2 separate regions of the Xenopus laevis genome follow, and region 1 is linked to region 2. Evidence: chromatin contacts called from public Hi-C data. All regions are on one chromosome and are shown on one strand. Each heading gives the region's core, a stretch centred on a gene start, on an enhancer-like site or on the middle of the called end of the contact. The rest is flanking DNA. Distances are from core to core; before and after follow the strand shown.

Evidence for each region. Hi-C and Micro-C count contacts between places; a contact is called where the count stands out from the background.
Region 1: a Hi-C map of the XL177 cell line shows a contact between it and region 2, with 2.8 times the contacts expected there. The contact joins two enhancer-like sites. A contact is called at or near these places in 2 of 4 Hi-C or Micro-C datasets (the XL177 cell line and the XTC cell line).

Annotation. Positions count from the first base shown.
Region 1 is chr4L:108,438,689-108,442,046 of Xenopus_laevis_v10.1, reverse strand. No RefSeq gene overlaps it. Among protein-coding and RNA genes, the nearest start is that of nr5a2.L, 80 kb to the right of the region's middle. Within about 2 kb of position 2,071, at least 2 of the 7 cell types and tissues checked have an H3K27ac peak or open chromatin away from gene starts, as enhancers often do.
Region 2 is chr4L:108,269,885-108,273,564 of Xenopus_laevis_v10.1, reverse strand. No RefSeq gene overlaps it. Among protein-coding and RNA genes, the nearest start is that of LOC108714438, 19 kb to the right of the region's middle. Within about 2 kb of position 1,499, at least 1 of the 7 cell types and tissues checked has an H3K27ac peak or open chromatin away from gene starts, as enhancers often do.

The DNA of each region.
Region 1 (3,358 bases), core at 822-3,321, 170 kb before region 2:
CCCACAATATACCACATGATGGAGCTCATTCACAGCTTAGGTTATGTTAGCAAGAAAATATTAAACAAACCATTGTTAGGCTTACTGTATATGGTGTTTGCCCTGTGGAAGGATATATATAGATATATAAAATTATGCTTAAACAAGTCTTGGATTTACAAGTACAGGTGCACAGGCACTGCACACTTTTATATCCAAGTTAAACCGAGTTATTTAAAGTCAAAGTAAAAGTTATTGCAGAACTCATAAATGCAATTTGTAAATTATTGGTGGGAGTGTTGGCATTCCAGAATGCATCCACCTATTGTGAGAATGAAACTAGACCTATATCAGTGCTTGCCAAGCGGGCAGGGTCACTTAACTTACAACTAAAACAGATGTTCAGAAATCTTCCCTAACACAATAAAGAAATACATGGCTTATGGTAAGTACTTACTTTATATTTATGTATGCATTGTATTGCAAAAATTCTGTTGTTATATGAAACCTGTGTTTTCCTCATGTTCCTTTTGCCTCTGCCAAAAATACTGCCTCTAGTTACCAACCCTAAACTATGCAGTTCTTATGTAACTGCATGGGATATCATGTAAAGATACTTAAAAGAGAACTAAACCCAAAAAATGAATGTGGCTAAAAATGCCATATTTTATATAATGACCTTATTGCACCAGCCTAAAGTGTCAGCTTGTCAATAGCAGCAATAATCCAGGACTTCAAACTTGTCACAGGGGGTCACCATCTTGGAAAGTGTCTGCGACACTCAGTGTGCTCAGTGGCCTCTGAGCAGCTTTTGAGAAGCTAAGCTTAGGGGTCATTGCAAATTATCGAGCAGAAAATGAGGTTTGTCTGAAATATAAGCTGATGCTACAAGACTGATTATTAAATTCTGATGCTAGTTGCACTGGTGTCTGAGCTGCCATGTAGTAATTATACTGTATTGTAACATTTCAATTCTATGTGTACTGAGTATGTGCACTCGATAGTAAAAATCCAGGTCCCACTGGGCCACATTCAGTTACATTTAGCAGGAGATACAACAGCCTGTCAAAAAGCAGTTCCATCCTAAAGTGCTGACTCTTTCTGAAAGCACATGACCAGGCAAAATGACCTGAGGTGGCTGCTTACACAACAATATTACGACAAAAAAAATACACTTGTTGGTTCAGGAATCAAATTTTATGGATGCACCGAATCCAGGATTCGGTTCGGGATTCGGCCAGGATTCGGGCTTTTTCTGCAAGATTCAAATTCGGCCGAATCTTTCTGCCTGGCCATATGCAAATTAAGGGCAGGAGGGAAAGTGCGTGACTTTTTGTCACAAAACAAGGAAGTAAAAAATGTTTTCCCCTTCCCACCCCTAATTTGCATATGCATATTAGGATTCGGTTTGGTATTCGGCCGAATCTTTCACGAAGGATTCGGGGGTTGGGCCGAATCCAAAATAGTGGATTTGGTGCATCCCTAAACATTTTATATGGCAGAGTGAATTATTTGCAGTGTAAACAGTTTAATTTAGAAATAAATCATGACAGATCATGACGGAATCCCTTTAAGGTATTTCTCCCAATATTTGAATACTAACAATGCAGGCAATGCCTCAGTCCACTTGGCCATACCCAGTTACTCCAGAAGCTCCACCTTTTTTCCCAATAAGCCCCCACCTCTCAGGTGGTACAAATAGGAAATGACTAACAAATGTTTTAATATCTGAACCCCTTAAAATAAAACTTTGCTAAGAATTTCCTTACTTTGCTATTATCCTATTTAGCTCAAGGGAAAAGTCAGAAACATGGAAATATCATATTTCACTGCAATTTATAAAGGTAAATAAATGTGGTGTGAATAAATACCTAAAAGAATCTACATTTTCTTGCAAAGTGTTTGTTCTCACATACTTGAATGGGAGATGTTTCCGCCAAGATTTCCTTACTGAAAGTGCAAAAACAACCCCCTACTGTTATAAGTACGGTAAATACACAAAACACTCCAGGCGCTTGGTGACTAGCCAAGAGGATGCAGCATGTCCTTACAAACTCCCTGCGGTCCCCAGAGTTGGTTAGTCGCTGCATGTCTGCTCTGTATATATATCAGCAGTCTGTATACACACAATGGGATGCCCAGCTGAGTTCCACACGCTACCAGGATTGTTCTCCGGGAGGGAAAAGCTCTTAATAATCAACAGGGTCTGCAGAGTTTACTCAGTGTCACAGCTGTGGGATACTGATATTATAGCACTCTGGGGGTTCAGCTGCCAAGATTTACAGTATAAGAGTTGTAAGGATCACCTGCAAAGACACATAACCAAAAGCAATGGTAAAGGAATGGCCTTCTGCTCTTGCCAGGACTCAAGTCTACGACACTGTTGTGCACCGTGGCACCCTACAGCAGACATTTGCTTTCTTTAGTCCAGTTGCATTAGATCAGTCAAACTAACTGGTTGCTATGGGTTAATCAACTGACACAACACTGCCCCTTGGGTAGTGACTGATTGATCTGCCTTTGAAGTGGGCACAGCTGTGTCAGAGGCATTTTCTGTTTCCTCTCTGACTCTGTTGCCTTTTCTTGGCACAGTACTATAACCCTGTTTATTGCCTGCCTCTGAATTTGGAATACTCGCTGCAAATCGGTTACCCAATATAATGAATAACATCAGTGTTGAAGCATGAAGAACCACCTTGCAATCCAGATATGTATGGTTTCCGAAGCATTAATCAGACAATTGCCCAATAAAGGTTATGACTTAGGGTAGTGGCACATGGGGAAATCTCCTGAACCCGCCTCTTCACTGGAATTAATTGATATTGCTGGAAGTATGACCAACATATCCCTAAATCGGCCAAAGTTTCCTCCAGAGGCAACTTCAGGCAATTTAGCGATAAGTTGGGCATTCAATTGTTGGCAATGGAGAGGCATTTTCAGGAGATTTGTTGCGCTTAAAAAATCGCGGGCAGCAAATCTTCCTGTGTTCAACTGCCCTGAACTGTACACTATCAAAAAATCTGCGTTGCATGGTGTACTAATTTCTACACCTCCAGTAGGAATGTTGAATGGAACCAATGCGTATAAAAGCTTTATGAAATATTCAGCATTAGTTGTAGCCTTCTGCCCTCAGTTCCACTAGTACTTTAAGAACTACATTTATGTTGTTTGTAGCTTTTATTTGCTTCGCCTTAGTAAAGGTGGCTATGCACAGGCAGATTGGACTTCTTTAGAGGGAGCAGCTTATATGTCCATGTATGTGGCCATTAAGCAGCCTGCCTGACTAATATCTTGTAGAAAAACAGGCAGATTTTGACCTAGCAGGTTTCAAAATCCTGCAGGGGCACAGACTGGGACAACTAATTGATGCGATTCTCGT
Region 2 (3,680 bases), core at 250-2,749:
TAGGAACAAAACTGTCCACGGAGCACATTTTAATGCCCTTTTTGGTGCCACCATCTAAACTGCAGCAGATATACAATTCTTACACAGGTATGAGACCTGGTATCCAGAATGCTCTGGACCTGGGTTTTTTTGGGATAAGGGGTCTTTCCATACCTTAAGTCTGCTAAAATAACATTTAACTATGAATTAAACCCAACAGGATTGTTTTGTCTCAAATAAGAAGTATTTATATCTTAGTCAGGATTAGGTACAAGGTACTGTTTTATTATTATACAGAAAAGGGAATTCATTAAAATGTTGAATTCTTTGATTAAAACGGAGTCTATAGAAGACAGCATCCCCGTAATTTGAATCTTTCTGGATAATGGGTTTTCGGATAACAGATCCCATACCTGTACATATCATTGTCAGCAAAACAACACCTTGTGTACAATGCTAAATTAAATCAATACTGGTAAATCATTTGCAGTGTGGATAAATGGTACTTCAGTTATGCTGGCATTGCTGATGAATTAGGTACATTACATTGCGGTTCTAAAAATCTCTTTGCACAATAGGCTTTTAAATTAAGGCTATGCAAAATAAAAATAATCTATCTTTCTCTGTTATGGTTATTGGAAATACAGATGTAGAAATATTTGAATTCGTTGGGCGGTTAAGCAGATATGATCCTAACAGCAGGCTGAATATTTAGGCAATGCAAATGGAGATGAACATTTAAATCTTTATATTAAATTTCTTTTTAAAGTAGAGCTGATTTAGCCTTTTTTCATATGACACATGCATTAAATTTATACTTTATAAAGCATGATTTTGCATAAGATTCTCTTTTTCAGGAGGAAAAGCTATTATTTAAGGCGATTTGGGTGATCCTCCCATTTTTTAAGGATTCAGTAGATATGTTTGGAACCCCTAGCATAGTTTCTGGGATTCATCTTGGTTTTGTGCTCACAGCAGTAATGTTCTTCTTGGTTAGTTGTGAACACAGTGCTGTATGCAAAGTGCAAATTTTGCAAACCAATAACCACTATTTTTATCTATAATTCACCATTTCCCCCAGAATTACAGTTTAGTAGCAGACGCATACTAAATTGCATCCAATGCAACTTGTATATGCGTATTGCTGAAGTGGACTTCTGACACTGATGTTAATAAAGTATCTAGTTCTGTATACAGTTGGCTACTGACACAAACAGCTAAGGAAACCCTGTTATTTCCAGCTGGTCCAGACTATTGATAATTCCAGTTTGCTCTTGCATCAAACTTGCCCATAATTCATCAAACAGTCTGTGTAATGTATGGATGCAAGTAACTTAAAGAATAGAGTCAATGCATGCTCAGTTTTGTGTCTATTTGTGTGCCTCATTTATAGAAGAAGCATCCAATGATCATGCACAGCTTAAACTAAAAGTGTACAGTCAATTTAATTTGTCTATCCCCACCCCCCGGCCTCCTTTTGTCCTGAAGTAGTTAATTAAAAAAGTCCAGGTTGGCTAGCATGTCTGTTCTGTAGAATAGGTGGCTTTAGGGCAAATCCATCAAGCTCACCTAGAAGTCCTTTGATGAGCCAGCATTATGTAAAACTAACATGTAGCAGGATTCTGAAATAAAGGCAGAGCAGCAGAATTAATTGTTTTTAGAATTTTGAATCATTACTAGATATTTATTGGATTATATCCCCTGCATACGATTGTAAACAAATAAAATAAAAACACAGAATCTTCACTGTGATGAAAAACACTTTCAATTGCAAATGGAAAACATGTTTACTATAAATGTCCAGGGCATTTAAATATTCATTTATTTTTAATAGTCCAGTCTAGACATTTATGACATTAAAGATAATGCATTGCTCTTTGCATTGTATACTGGATATGTTATATTAGTATTGGAACTGTTTAAACTTCCTTTTGAAAACAATTTACCTGTTCTTAACCCCATCACCACCAGTGCAAACGACAGTATTTAATGCAATGTAATGGTCATATAGAATGTGGAGCCAGCCTGGTGCAGATAATTCTCTCTATTTATATATTATGTATACACACATACACACACACATTGAATTGATAAAGGACTTAACAAAAAGACCAAAACATAAGTTAATAACAGGGGTCCCCATCCTTTTTGACATTCAATTGTGAAAAGAGATGGGGAGCAACACAAGCATGAAAAAAGTTCCTAGGGGTGCTAAATTAGGGCTGTGATTGGCTATTAGGTAGCCTCCTGCCTACAGGAGGCTCTCTTTAGCAGTACACCAGGTTTTTTGCAACCAAAATTTGTCTCCAAACCAGGAAATAAGCTTGTAGGGCACTGGGAGCACCAGCTTTAACACCCAAATAGGCGGTACTTTTTGATATTTTAGTAATGTTGGAATGACTTTGTATATTGATGCCATTCTTTGCTAGTATTCTCCTGCTTATTAAATTGAACAGTGCTATTGTAGCTCTCCCTGGCTGTTCAGTGATTTATTTTAACTAAATGCAGAACAACATGGTCAAAATTAATGTTCCTACTCATGGTATGAAAAAACTGTAAATCTAAGACTTGAAAGAAGAAAAAAAATGTTAAATTGAAACTATCCTATTCAAATGTATGGCAAAATCTTGTTATGACTGCCCTTCATTTATATTTTCTCTCTTTCTCATGTCATCAACATTTTAATGCTCTCCTTCCTATTAGCTTCATTTGTCCCAACTTGGCTGAATTACTTTATATAGGACTGTAAATATATACTCTCGCTGCTTGACAGCAATTTATTGTGTTTATAAGAGGGGCCACTTAATAAATATCATTAAGTATACCTTTTCCCTAGAAGAAACAGGCTACTTAAACATGTCATGATCTTTTGTAAACTAGTCTTAGTAGAACAGAATTAGACTCACTCTAATAAAAAGTAACCCTTGTATAGACTGAAACTCGGAATCTGTCACTGCTAGAAGAAAACTTAGGTCTCTTTGAATCTCTTTCCCACAGCTTCCCGAGGGATGCAGTATGTGGTCTGATCAGAGCAATAATGAATCCTTGTGGTCTTTGCAGTTGGGGCTAGTAAAGATCAGAGTGGATCATTAATGAGGACCACCAAGAGAGCTTTAAACCTTCTTCACAGATCAAAGTTGATGTGCTTTGCTGAAGATCAGCATCATATTAAGATAAACCTGCTGTGTGCATTTAGCATCATTGAGCTGTAATGAAGATGGATCTTTATAACGTGAAAATCAAATTATACAGTATTACAGTCCTAGTATCTTTAACCATGAATATTTTCCTTTATGTTTTAAACAATTTATTAACAATAAATACAAATATTATAAGGTTTATGTGAATGGATGCTGTGCCATTTAAGCAGGTAGCACTTTGATGAATCTTCCTGATCATCTCCTTCACATTAGGGGCAGGACACACAGGCAGATTCAGGGAGATTAGTCGCCCAGCAACAAAATCTCCTCTTCTTCGAGGCTACTAATCTCCCCGAACTGCCTTCCACCTGCTATAATCGAAATCGCCGTTGGGAAGGCACTCGGAGCAATTTGTTTTCCGAAGTCGCCCAAAGTTGCCTCACGAGGAAACTTCGGACAACTTCGGCAAAGGAATCACTCCAAGTGTCGCCGGGCTACTAATCTCCCAAAATCGGCCTGTGTGCCCTGACCCTTAGAGGCAATAAGGAGATTTTTGTTTTT